Regions from separate parts of the Triticum aestivum genome. Here region 2 is linked to region 1. Evidence: chromatin contacts called from public Hi-C data. All regions are on one chromosome and are shown on one strand. The core of a region is the stretch at or near the end of the contact, and the rest is flanking DNA. Distances in the headings are between cores, read along the strand shown.

What was found. Hi-C and Micro-C count contacts between places; a contact is called where the count stands out from the background.
Region 2: a Hi-C map of leaf shows a contact between it and region 1, with 5 times the contacts expected there. The contact joins the promoter of LOC543112 here to the promoter of LOC123052270 in region 1. A contact is called at or near these places in 3 of 5 Hi-C or Micro-C datasets (all in leaf).

Annotation. Positions count from the first base shown.
Region 1 is chr2D:147,403,025-147,410,237 of IWGSC CS RefSeq v2.1, forward strand. It overlaps LOC123052270 (heterogeneous nuclear ribonucleoprotein 1), which reads left to right and starts at 4,509. Exons shown (of 5, transcript XR_006424545.1): 1 at 4,509-4,907; 2 at 5,218-5,464; 3 at 5,599-6,775.
Region 2 is chr2D:148,295,758-148,302,970 of IWGSC CS RefSeq v2.1, forward strand. It overlaps LOC543112 (WRKY transcription factor SUSIBA2), which reads left to right and starts at 2,768. Exons shown (of 6, transcript XM_044475403.1): 1 at 2,768-3,274; 2 at 4,327-4,497; 3 at 5,039-5,579; 4 at 6,033-6,198; 5 at 6,301-6,459. The coding sequence starts at 3,041.

The sequences.
Region 1 (7,213 bases), core at 3,259-5,758:
CTCTTGTGTCCCCAACACACCCAATACAATGGCAAATTGTATAGGTGCACTAGTTCGGCGAAGAGATAGTGATAAAAGTGTAATATGGATGGTAGAAATATATTTTTATAATCTGGATAAATAAAAACAGCAAGGTAGCAAATAGTAAACTGGCACAAAAACGGTATTGCAATGCTTGGAAATGAGGCCTAGGGTCCGTACTTTCGCTAGTGCAATCTCCCAACAGTGCTAATATAATTGGATCATATAACCATCCCTCAAAGTGCGATGAAGAATCACTCCAAAGTTCCTATCTAGCGGAGAGCATAAGAATAAATTGTTTGTAGGGTACGAAACCACCTCAAAGCTATTCTTTCCGTTCGATCTATTCAAGAGTTCGTACTAAAATAACATAAAGCTATTCTTTCCGTTCGATCTATCCTAGAGTTTGTACTAAAATAACACCAAAGCAAATTCATATTCATAATACTCAATCCAACACAAAGAACTTCAAAGAGTGCCCCAAGATTTCTACCGGAGAAACAAAGACAAGAACGTGCATCAACCCCTATGCATAGATTACCCCAATGTCAGCTCGCGAATCCGCGAGTTGAGTGCCAACACATATATCAAGTGAATCAATACGATACCCCGTTGTTACCACGAGTATTCAATTACAAGACATATATCAAGTGTTCTCAAATACATAAAAGTATTCAATCCGATAACAACGAAATCTCAAAGGGAAAAACTCAATTCATCACAACAAGATAGAGAGGGGAAAACACCATATGATCCGACTATATTAACAAAGCCCGCGATACATCAAGATCGTGACATCTCAAGAACACGAGAGAGAGAGAGAGATTAAACACATAGCTATTTGTACAAACCCTCAGCCCCGAGGGTGGACTACTCCCTCCTCATCGTGGTGGCCGCCGGGATGATGAAGATGGCCACCGGAGATGATTCCCCCCTCCGACAGGGTGCCGGAACGGGGTCTAGATTGGTTTTCGGTGGCTACAGAGGCCTACAGCGGCGGAACTTTTGATCTAGGGTTATTTCTGATGGTTTCTCTATTTATAGGATTTTTTGGCGTCAGTTTCATGCGAAGATGGGCCTCGAGGTGAGCATAACCCACCGGGGCAAGCCAGGCCCACCAGGCGCGCCCTGGTGGGTTGTGCCCTCCTCGTGGCTCTTCTGGCCCTCCCACGAAGCTTCAGGGGTCTCTTTTGTTCCAAAAAAATCATCAAAAAGTTTCAGCTCATTTGGAGAACTTTCATTTCTGCACAAAAAACAACACCACGGTAGTTCTGCTGAAAACAATGTCAGTCCGGGTTAGTTCCATGAAAATCATACCAAATCCATATAAAATTGTTGTAAACATGGCATGAATACTTTATAAATTATAGATACGTTGGAGACGTATCGGTGAGTGACTCCTTAGTCATTTGCTTGCAAGCTTATGATGTGTATTACCGAGAGGGCTCAAAGATACCTCTCCGATACTCGGAGTGACAAATCCTAATCTTGATCTATGCCAACACTACACACACCTTCGGAGATACCTGTAGAGCATCTTTATGATCACCCAGTTATGTTGTGACGTTTGATAGCACACAACGTATTCCTCCGGTATCCGGGAGTTGCATAATCTCATAGTCGAAGAAATATGTATTTGACATGAAGAAAAGCAATAGCAATAAACTGAACGGTTAATATGCTAAGCTAACATATGGGTCTTGTCCATCACATCATTCTCCTAATGATGTGATCCCGTTATCAAATGACAACTCGTGTCTATGGTTAGGAAACCTTAACCATCTTTGATCAATGAGCTAGTTTCCGGTCAATACAATTCTAACATGAATAATAAACCTTTATCATGATTTAGGAAATATAATAATAATCACTTTATTGCCTCTAGGGCATGTTTCCATCAATAATGGACATACATATGTAGTTTATATGCAAGATTGAAGAGAAATAGAAAAAAAGCAGATTACTGGGAAGAGCTTATTGGGATCCTGACAAAGCACCTCACCTGCAAACCCCTTCTAAATTATTGGGACAACCAAATAACAATTTATTGGGGAACATTTTTTGATAACCTCCTGGAAATGCTCTTAGTTTTTTTGCGGGCATGTTTGTGTTTTCACATTTCTAAAAACTTAAGGAGACAATTTCCTGTTGAGTTACTACTCCATATCACAATCATATGATACCCGTCTTTTTCGCAAGGGTTTGTGTCAAAAGACTTTCAACCACGCCCCCTACCTCGTCCATTGCAGAGACCATCCACATTTTGATACAATGATAAGGAAAAATCAGATTGGATTAAGGCCCTTTTTGTTTGGGCTTATACTTCAGGTTTTGCAGTTTTTCCACTTTGGCTTTAGCCGCCTTTAAATCATGCATGTAGCATATTTGAATTATGTGAGATATTTTCTGGGCATGAGAGAGCATGTCATTTTCAAGCCATTTAATCCCCTGCAAGCGTACATCGCTACATGCATCCCGTCAATGATACTCCATTTTTCGCCTCCGCTAGTAGAAGAGTAGTACCAACCCGACCCCGACTTATATAAGATATCGGGGCCCTAGGTTTACAAAAGTCAGAGTCCTTCCCGGATTCGGCTTATTGTCTTGAACAACAAGGCTTCTTGAATCTTTATTCTACAGGGCCCATGTGCCAGCATGATGGCCCAGGGTGGAAACCGACCCTCGGGGTCCTCGGTCAACATAATTGGGCCGACAACCAGCAAGGTGAGGCACCCCCGGGCCATAACCATTAAACATCGTGCTGACCAGTAAACTAATGCAGCCGAGCCAACGAAACAAATCATTTTTGCAGCGCGCGTGCCTGGTTGGGCTTCTTGGAGGATAAACACGCCCCTAGTTAGTACCTAGTTCTCGCTCGAGTTCCTCACTCATGCATGCTAATCAACAAATTGTTTATTGTTTTTTATTTTGCTAATTTCCTCTTCATTCTCTTTACTTAATAAATTTGGATCTTTCATCCTGATTTATATTTTTTCTCTCCCAACCCACAATTATATTTTTATACCAAATATTGCACATGCATGTGTGTGCACATACTTGTCTTTAGTACGCATTTATGTTTGTTTTTCACATTCCAGAATCATATTTCCATGTTACAATCATATGATGCAAGATAAGAAAAATTCTGATTGGATAAAGAGTATTTCAACTGGATAGCCCAATAATTTGGAAGTCTTAAATTTTGTATTTCGCTAAAATCCCAACGTCAGATTTTTAAGCATGGCCAATCGAATGTTTTTTTTACAAATTATATTTTGCGGTGGCCAGGATTTGCCATGCTCGTTGAAGGGAATTGCCATGCAATGACAACGTAATTTACCATAAAACTATTTGATTTGCCATGTTTAAAAACCGACGCCAGATTTTTAATATTCTCGTAAAGTTTGACTGTAGACGTAGTACCGACGAAACATGAGTATATATGACCTCAAGTTTTTTTAGCCGCATCTGATCATGCATGTGCACATGTTCTAGCATGCGGCATACTTGAATTACATGAGATGTTTTTCGGGCATAAAAGAAAGAACGTGTCATTTTTTCCCGAAAAGAAAGAAAGAAAGAAAGAACCTGTCATTTTCAAGCCGTTTTATCCCCCGTTGACGGTACTCCGTTTCTCGTCTCCGCCAGTAAAAAACTTCCAACCACGTCTTCCTACCTTGCCCATTTGTGGAGACCATCCACATTTTGATACAATGATAAGAAAATATCAGATTGGATAAAGACTATTTGAATTGGAAAGCCCAATAATTTGAAACTAACGCAGCCCGGAGAAAAAGAATGAAATCATTAGAGTTTCACCGTTGCCTAAAAAAAAGATTTCACCATAGTAGTGTACAAAACATTGAGTATAACGTCATGGTTTTTTAGCCGGCCGGATGATATAATTTGTTTACCCTTCTCATGTTTATTTCTGTGTTGCTTGTATGGAGCATTAGATATTTGCATAGAGGTTTCTGCTATATGCGTAGTAGCATGAGCTTAATATTGTCACTTTGTCAGTGTCATGTTCATAATTTATTTACGGATTAAATCAATCAAAAAATTGCTAATTTTATCCAACAATTATTTCATGGTTTTTAGCCGCATGTGATGGTGCATGCGGCATATTTGAATTACGTGAGATATTTTCTGGGCATGAGAGAGCATGTCATTTTCAAGCCATATAATCCCCTTACCTGTATGCATCCTGTCAATGATGCTACTCCATTTCTCGTCTCCGCCGGTAAAAGAGCACGACTATACCATTTCAAAAGCTCGGAGCTTTCGGTGCACGAGAAAGAAGAGAATTTGAAACTGGGCAGGTTCATCTCCGGCTAGCACGCAGCGTCAGCTGGGTTCGTCTTCCTCCTCGCGGCGCACCAGCCCAGCTCAGGGTCCAGCGCGGCAGGGCAGGGCAGGGCCGAGGGAGCGGGCGGCACGCACCAACCTGCCCTCCCGGATAGTTTTATGCGATTATCCGCGTCACCCCACCGGCCCCCGCCCCCGCTGCTGCTTTCCCAATCGAGCCGAGCACCGCGATTCCAGGCCAGCGGAAACCGATTAAAAAAGGCAACCCCCCCTCCGTCCGCGCAAAAGTAAAAAACAACAACCGCATCGCAGCGCAGCGCAGCGTAGCACCGAGCGAGCGGAGGGGGGGAGGGAGAGAGGAGCGAGCAAAGGTTCGATAAAAAGGAGAGGAGGAGACGAAGCGTCCAAGCCCAAGTAACATCCCCACCTCCCCTTCCTCCCCTCCCTTTCCCATCGCCCCGGCCGCATCGAGATCTTGGCTGGCACCGCCGGAGATCGCGAGGAGCGGCCCCGCGGCTCCCCCGATCCCACCACCTCCTCCTCCGCCGCCGCCGACCGCCGCCGCCGACCGCCGATCGGTGAGTCGCCCGATCCGCCCCGGCTAGCTCCGCCCCGCTCCGCCCTGCGCCGATCGCCGCCGGATCGGCCGGATCTGGTACGGATCTCGCGTAATTCCGCGGCCCTGTGAGGCGCGCTTGTCGTTTTGCTGCGTGGGCCGCGGGCGCGGCTCGATCGCCGCGTTGCTTTCAGCTCGGATCTAGCTAGCCCTGCGTGCGCGCGGGGCGTGTGCGCGTTTCGTTTTGTGGCTGCCCTTGTGGATAAGTCGGGGTTTTGTCCGCATTTGCTATGGCTGGCTGGTATGAATTCGCCCTGACTTGTGGATTGCAGGGGTAGGAGGGGAGGGGAGGACGCGATGGAGGCCGACTCCGGGAAGCTCTTCGTCGGCGGCATCTCCTGGGAGACGGACGAGGACCGCCTCCGTGAATACTTTGGCCGCTTCGGCGAGGTCACCGAGGCTGTCATCATGCGGGACCGCAACACCGGCCGCGCCCGCGGCTTCGGCTTCATAGTCTTCGCCGAGGCGGGCGTTGCTGAGCGAGTCACCATGGACAAGCACATGATCGATGGCCGCATGGTAATTACGTGATGCCATTCTCGCTCCTTCTTCTGCTAGGTGTAGTCATGCGCATTTCGTTGGGAATTCTGTTTGTAATCCTGTCTGTGGTTCAATCAAGCTTGAGCTCAATTGTCTGCGCCAATTCAATTCAGGTCGAAGCCAAGAAAGCTGTTCCCAGGGATGACCAGAGCATTGCAAGCAAGAACAATGGCAGCAGCATAGGCTCGCCTGGGCCAGTCCGTACCAGAAAGATCTTTGTTGGGGGGCTGGCCTCCAATGTTACTGAGGTTGAATTCAGAAGGTATTTTGAGCAATTCGGTATGATAACAGATGTGGTTGTCATGTACGACCACAACACACAGAGGCCCAGGGGCTTTGGCTTCATCACCTATGATTCAGAAGATGCAGTGGATAAGGCGCTGCACAAGAACTTCCACGAGCTTAATGGCAAGATGGTTGAAGTCAAGAGAGCTGTCCCAAAGGAGCAGTCGCCTGGACCTGTCGCACGCTCACCTGCTGGAGGGCAGAACCTTGCTATCAGCAGGGTTCACAACTTCTTGAATGGCTTCAACCAGGGATATAGCCCAAACCCGATAGGAGGTTACGGCATGAGAGTGGATGGAAGGTTTGGGCTGCTTTCAGGTGCACGAAATGGGTTTTCTTCATTTGGCCCCAGTTATGGAATGGGCATGAATGTTGAAACTGGGATGAATGCGAATTTTGGTGCAAACTCTAGTTTCCTCAATAACTCAAATGGGCGGCAAATGGGTTCATACTACAATGGTGGTTCAAACAGACTAGGCAGCCCTATTGGGTATGTTGGTCTGAATGACGATTCAGGATCAATATTGAGTTCAATGGGAAGGAATGTTTGGGGTAATGGAAATGTCAACTACCAGAACAGCCCTGCAAACATGAGTTCTTTTGTACCATCTGGAAGTGGGAGTCAAGTTGGTATTACTGGCGACAGTATAAATTGGGGAGGTCCTTCTGCCCATGGGATGGGAAGCATTTCAAGCCTTGGGTCTAACATTGGCCGTGGGGCTGGAGATAACTTTGGTTTGCCGTCTGGCGGCTATGGAAGGAGCAACCCAACTGGCACCATTGGTGAACCTTTTTCTGCATCAGCCAATGCATATGAAATGAACAACATAGATACATATGGCAACAACTCTATTTATGGTGACTCAACCTGGAGGTTCACGTCATCTGAGATAGATATTCCTCCTTTTGATAATGATCTTGGAAATATCGATCCAGATATCAAATCGAACATGCCAGCAAGTTACATGGGCAACTATACTGTTAATAATAATCAGACAAGCAGAGGTCAGTATCTGCTTCAACATTTTGCTATCAGTTACACATGAATTTCCCATCTTTTTTTTGAAAGTTAAAGGTGCTGCATAACTCAGCTATTCAAAACATAGAACGGATATTTAAATAGAGCAATTGATCTACCCATTCAGTTTATTAGAACCATTACACCTGCATATCTATGCTTTTGGAAAGGAAAAATGTTGCATAATTGCATGCTATATGCTTAATCAGTTGATGCTAGAGCATAATCAATAGACCTTTCTTGGGGCTTACATCAGATTTGACTGGTATGTCAGTGGATTGAACTTGAAGGAATTGTCTTGTAATTATATTGTGGTAGTATACGTATCACATTTAACTGACACAACATTGGGTACTATCTGACTGCTTTCGCTGTAATGAAAGCACTATCGAGAGCAACAACTTTTGGACGCATCAGCTTTAAAT
Region 2 (7,213 bases), core at 1,518-4,017, 890 kb after region 1:
TCGATTTTCACTGTCAATATCAAACTCCTCATGGACTTATAGACCTGTGTACACTCATAAACACATTAGTCCATTAACCTATAAGTCTTCAATACACCAAAATCACTAAGGGGCACTAGATGCACTTACATCTTGGCAACCAGAACAATTTTCTAAATTACGAACGGTTTTTGAAAATTCCATACTTTTTAGGAAAAAACAAGAACTGGAAATTTAATTGAACATTTTTTAAAATTACAAACATTCTTACAAACATGCCTTTGTAAAAATATGAGCATTTTTTAAATTTGCAAACAATTTCTGAAAATGGAAACATGTTTTGAACATTCAGAAGAATTTTAGAGAATGTGTCTCTTTAATGCAAACATTATTTCAATTTTTTTACATATCGCTAAAATAAAAATATTTTTTGAATTTGGAACATATTTGGATTGCATTTTTTATCTTGAACTATTTTGGAAAATGAAAACAATTTTTCAAAAAAGGGAATAATTTTCCTAATTTTGAACAAATTTTGGAATGCCAAAAAATTAAAATTAGAAACATTTTAAAAAAATAGGAACCCATGTGCTCGATCAAGTCATTTTGGAGTTGCATATGAGTATGCCAAACACGCATTTCACAATGAAAATGGATGAACTATTCAAACGTTGCCGGTTCTTGGTGCTTAGGCACAACATCTTCACCCTAATATTCAAAGCCTTGATTGTATATGATGTAATCACACTCATCCGGCACAATCATGTTGTGCATGATCACACAAGCAGTCATCACCTTCCAAAGTTCTCGGTGCTTCATGTGAGTGCAGGGTGTCTAACGATACCCCATCAAGATTGAAGCACACTAAAAACACGCATCACGTGCTTCCCAGCACTCTCTTGCGCTTGGACAAATCTCTGTTTCTTCTCTTCTTTCAGATTGAATATTGTCTTCACAAGATCTGACCACCGAGGAAAAATACCATCAGCCAGGTAGTATCCTTTGTTGTAATGGCGGCCATTGATCTTAAAATTGACCTCCGGGCACGTTGATATCATCTGTGAGAACAACCATGCCGAAGAAAGAGGGCCGTATCCAAAGATCTTGTGAAGCCACCGCTTCTAGTATGATAGTGCAACCTTTCACGTGCCCCTTGTACTACCCCTGCCAAGCAAATGGACACTTCTTCACTTCCAGTGCATACAATCTATGCCGCCAAGCATTTTCGGAAAGGCTCTATTCACATTGATCGCCAACAACGAGTTTGTATCTGCGGCATTTGGCTCTCTCACGCACTCAGGGCCAACACACTGCCACCACGACAGAACTTGTACATTGATTTGAGACATGTGGACTCACTCACACGGACGTACTCATCCACAAGATCATTGGGAAATTCATATGCAAGGATACGAATAGCCATAGTGCATTTCTGATAAGAAGAGAAGTCAACCTTGCCAAGAATATGATTGAATACTCGTCCCCACTCTTCACGGAACGCGTGTGAACCTTGCCAAGAATATGACAAAGAGCTTGTGGTTGCTGCAATGGTCGTCAATGGCCACATTGCTCGGTGGTGGCCTAGGTTCAGGGGGTCAATCTCGGGCCATGCTCCAGCGTTGAACCATAATAGGCAGAGTGATCATGCCCTGCTCTATGCCGATTACTTTAAGGATTCCCCGCTCTTCAAACCCCATCTTTTCCGGCGCCGCTTCCGGGTGGCGAGGCATGTATTCAATCATATTCGAAAGGGAGTGGTCGCATATGATTATTACTTTGAGTGCAAGGAGATGGACAGCGGCAGGTGGCCTTGCAGAGTGAGGCGAATGGTGTTGGGGCCAATGGGCGTCGCCGGCGACCATGGTTTATCTGGTACCAGAGGCGGCAAACAAAGCCCACAAACGCCAGCAAGAACTCCTAAAAGCGGGTCCGGGGGAGGGGGATTTGTGTGGATGCGTAGGGGCTTGTGCGGCCAACTTGCACCGCACGGAGCAGCCAGAAAATGGGCGGCGGCGGGGGAGCCGCGTAGGGAAGGGGAAAAGGGGAATGTTTTCTCGACAGGTGAGCCAGAGGGAGGACAAAGGAAGCACCCGAGTCCATGCCTTGTCCGTTTCAGCGCAACACGGTTTAAATTTAGACCGGAAATGAGTGAACGGCGGGAAAAAAAAGACATCCGTCCGTTTACAGAGACGCGTGTTAAACGCGGCCGGACTAAATTGTGTCGCGTGTTGGAGTTGGAGTTGGCATTAGATAGCCGTGTTTTTCGTTTGTCCCTTTGGTGCAGGAATAGCAGATATCCCAATACACAACCGCCTCATCAACGTATCCGCACGTTACACTGTCGCCAGCCGTCCATGCTTTTCTTCTACCCTGCGTAGATTTGGTAGTATACAGTGTAGCCAAAAAGAGTCGTTGCAGAACAATAAAACCCATTTAACCGCGGTAGAAACTCCCCGCGGCATTTTAAAATCCAGGCCCGGATTTACCATGTCGTTCTCATTCAATGCCAAGAGGATCATCATGGGGCACTCTGACAGGCATCCCATGCCGAATTTAAAACACGCATTTACTTTGCCCACCAGTATCCCAGCCTCACCCGCAGCCCCAACCCGCCCCCTCACCCCTCTCCCTGACGCGCCGACCGGCCCCCCGCGGCCCCACCCAGCAGCCACACCCAGAAAAGTAGCCCATCGGTGCCTCCAAAGTCCCAACCCCGCAGCCAGCCGCGGTCGCTGTCGCCACCCCCTGCCCCCGGATCCCACCACCGGTTTCGTGCCGCGGTTGCTCACATCACACCACACCACGCACGGCCGCTTCCCTCCCCGCTCTGAGCTCGCGTGCGTACCCAACCGGGGAAATTTCGGGCGCCATCCAGGGGCGGAAGGGTCATTTCCCCTGGCCCCATTAATTAAGTCCACACGAGCCGCAGCCCCACTCCCCACGCCGCCTTCGCTAGCGGACGAGCCCGCCCTCCCCAAACTGCCCCTCTCACCGTCGCCTCCAAAACCACCTCCGCCTTCCTCCTCACTCAGGCCCCTCCGCTCAGCCCCGCACCGCGCCGATGGCCGATTCGCCGAACCCTAGCCCCGGGGACCTCCCCTCGGCCGCCGGGAGCTCGCCCGAGAAGCCGCATCCCGCGGATCGACGCGTCGCGGCGCTCGCCGGCGCGGGCGCGAGGTACAAGGCCATGTCCCCCGCGCGGCTGCCGATCTCGCGCGAGCCCTGCCTCACCATCCCCGCCGGCTTCAGCCCCTCCGCCCTCCTAGACTCCCCGGTGCTCCTCACTAACTTCAAGGTGATTGCCGCCTCCCTGTACTGTACCTATCGCCTCTGGCCTCCTGTTACTACTTGTTACCGCGGGATCTGCCGGTTGTACGGCGTCCGTGTCATGCTGAGGTCAATTTGAGCTGGGGAAAAGGAGGGATTCCGATGCGCATTAGCTCCGCGCTCTAGTTTATGAGACAATTGCGCCGGGGAATTGGCTCGTGGCCTCGGAATAACGCGCTTTCCCTGTGCGCTTTCGCATTTCCGGCCATGCCATGAAGCTTCTGGAACTTCCTTTTCTGCGGGCGTTCTTCGTGATATGTTTGTTTTCCCTCCGTTTCTTCTTTTGGAGCGTCCCCGCGCCGTCTACTTGCTGTGGAGTGAGGTGGATGCTGTTGCTTGTGCGTCTGCAGGGAATTATTCTGTTAGTTATGCACACACTTGGGGGCTACGAGAACAAATCATCATTTGACATTCCTTCTACGGGGGCTCTGTAGGGCCTTATCTAAGGAAACGCCCCCTCGGCTCTGGCCGGTTATACTGGTGGTGTGCTAAGAGATGGTGCTCGTTCATAAGGAAATCACCAAGTAATTGTGGTCGGGTTGACCATTTGGTTGTTATTCTTCCTCGGGATTGATTGTAGAAGTGGTATTTGTTTACCTGAGTCCTCTTGCTGGCAGCGTACAGACTGAAATAGCCCTTGCTTGCTGGGCCTAGTCACTTGCAGCATCATTTTTACTTTCTTTGTCTTGCTCTGTTGTTCTTGCCGGCCTTCTTCTTCTTCATGTTTCCTCTTTCAAGCATAGGAGAAAATGATTGATAAACTTGTTACTTTTAAGGAAAAATATTTATTAAGGTGGCATTTATTTCAGAGGGCGAGGTACTTCATATATGCAATCTGCAGGCTATAGTAAAGAAAAATATTTATTAAAGTGACATTTATTTCAGAGGGCGATGTACTTCATATATGCAATTTGCAGCCTATAGTGTTGTTGTACTTTCTTTTTTGCGTTCACAAGTAAAGTATTCAGATGTCTTAAAGCGTGGTAGACATCGAAAATAGTTAACAAAGATTTCTTTCAGGTTGAACCTTCACCAACAACTGGTAGTCTGAGCATGGCTGCAATCATGCACAAGAGTGCTCATCCAGACATACTGCCTTCGCCACGGGATAAGTCTATTCGAGCCCATGAAGATGGGGGTTCTAGGGATTTTGAATTCAAGCCTCATCTGAATTCGTCTTCTCAATCACTGGTACACAACCTTTAATTTTCTTTTCTCTGCGTCCCATAGAGATTAATGTACTTTATCTTGCAGAACATCAAAAGAAAATTTAAGCATTTTGTTTCTATACGACCCCACAAATATATCTGGCCTTTATTGTGCATATTATAACCATAATCCGGCTAGGTTCTTGAATTGTTGCATAATTCATCATCTTGCCTATCATTTGTAAATGTTTGTACGAACTTACCTATTTTATTCTGATCTTTTTTGGAGGGTAGGAAGGTAACACTATCCCAGATGCATGGCAAATCTCAGTATAGAACTCATTAACTCAATGTCCATATGTAGCATTACGTCTTTCACATGTACTGGAGAAGTTTCTTTAAATAGTAGAGTTTGAAGAAAGCACTTTGAATGACAGTTTGGGGAGAAACTATGGTACATATGTAGTTAGATCTATCTGTGCTTGCTATGTTAGTCACATTCTTTCTTAATTCCTGTTGACTTGTTTTTGCATATTTTGTTTTGCATCGCGTAACATTTGTAATGCTCATATTTTGGACTGCAGGCTCCTGCTATGAGTGATCTAAAAAAACACGAGCATTCTATGCAAAATCAGAGTATGAATCCCAGCTCATCATCTAGCAATATGGTGAATGAAAACAGACCTCCCTGTTCACGCGAGTCAAGTCTTACAGTGAATGTAAGTGCTCCGAACCAACCTGTTGGAATGGTTGGTTTGACTGACAACATGCCTGCTGAAGTTGGTACATCTGAGCCGCAGCAGATGAATAGTTCTGACAATGCCATGCAAGAGCCGCAGTCTGAAAATGTTGCTGACAAGTCAGCAGATGATGGCTACAACTGGCGCAAATATGGGCAGAAGCATGTCAAGGGAAGTGAAAACCCTAGAAGTTATTACAAGTGCACACATCCTAATTGTGAAGTAAAAAAGCTATTGGAGCGTGCGGTTGATGGTCTGATCACGGAAGTTGTCTATAAGGGGCGCCATAATCATCCTAAGCCCCAGCCTAATAGGAGGTTAGCTGGTGGTGCAGTTCCTTCGAACCAGGGTGAAGAACGATATGATGGTGCGGCAGCTGCTGATGGTGAGATGTTTGTCATGATTTCTTGGAAATACTGCATCAGGTCCCTATAGTTTGGAGCTTGGCATCCTGCATTCTTGTATCTAGTATGGAAATAAAAATGTATCGACATCTATGGTTGAATTTTAGGATCCCATTGCTGCTTTTCCCTCCTCTCGAGTAGCTTCCTATTTTTTATGAACTTAATATAGTAGTATTAAAAACCATTAGTTCAAAGTTGTAAAATTCTTGGAAATGATTCCCTTAAAGTTACAAAGCTCAAATTTAGTTCTCACTCCAATCTATATTAATTGTCGCTGATTTAATACATATGAGTTTCCCTGAGTCGAACGTGGGCATCACAATAGATATATATTGACCAGTCCGTACACAAAAAGAGAGCTTGTGGTAGAAATGCTTTAATTTTCTTGTAGTCATTGTTTTGTCGCTATCTCAGACTTCTATTCTGTTTTGCAGATAAATCTTCCAATGCTCTTAGCAACCTTGCTAATCCGGTAAATTCGCCTGGCATGGTTGAGCCTGTTCCAGTTTCAGTTAGTGATGATGACATAGATGCTGGAGGTGGAAGACCCTACCCTGGGGATGATGCTACAGAGGAGGAGGATTTAGAGTTGAAACGCAGGTATGCTTGGTTTGGACTTGGTAAATTTACACTTTAAAGAATCATTCCTGTCAAGTGTCAAGTGCTAATCTTCTTGTCTACAACTATCAAATATGAAAACAGGAAAATGGAGTCTGCAGGTATTGATGCTGCTCTGATGGGTAAACCTAACCGTGAGCCCCGTGTTGTCGTTCAAACTGTAAGTGAGGTTGACATCTTGGATGATGGGTATCGTTGGCGGAAATATGGACAGAAAGTTGTCAAAGGAAACCCCAATCCACGGTAAGTACTTATTTTCTTCATTAGTTGCTTTTTATCCTTTTATTGTCTGGCTCTTGAGAAGATTGTCATTGTAATGGTAAATATCTATTCTGGCTAAGAACTTTTGCACTCTGTATTTTGCGACATGTCTATGCATAATTGTATTTTATATGCTTTCTCAGTCACGAGTCATGCATGTGTTGAGTTTTATCCCTAACATAAGAGAGCCTGTGATAAGATGATACTGGTTAAATGTAATATCTTAATAATAAATTTGTTGTAGAAGACTGATAGAAATGAAATAAAATGGCCATTGAACAAGTATTCTACTTCACACCTACGCTCAAGGTTTTATATGAATGAATAAGTGGACATCTGGTGAAGACATGTGGTAGATGAGGATGAAATATCTGTTACTTCACCTTTATCACTGATTCACTGTTGGTGATTACATGCGGATATGGAAGAATTCCTATTCCATACTACAATCAGCACATGTGTCTTGAAGGCCGCTCAAAGCTTGACCGCGTTTAGTCTGTCATATAGTTTTTACCATTCAGTTCTACCCCCTCCGTTCCAAAATACTTGTCGTGGCTTTAGTTCAAATTGAACTAAAACCACGACAAGTATTTTGGAACGGAGGGCGTATTATTTATGTGGGCGGGTACAGAGGTCCATTAGTTTTGTTATATGATGAGTTTTCCCCCTTCTGGTGAAGATCACATTTAAAGGCACATATGATATTGAGAATCATATAACATATAATGCAAAACAA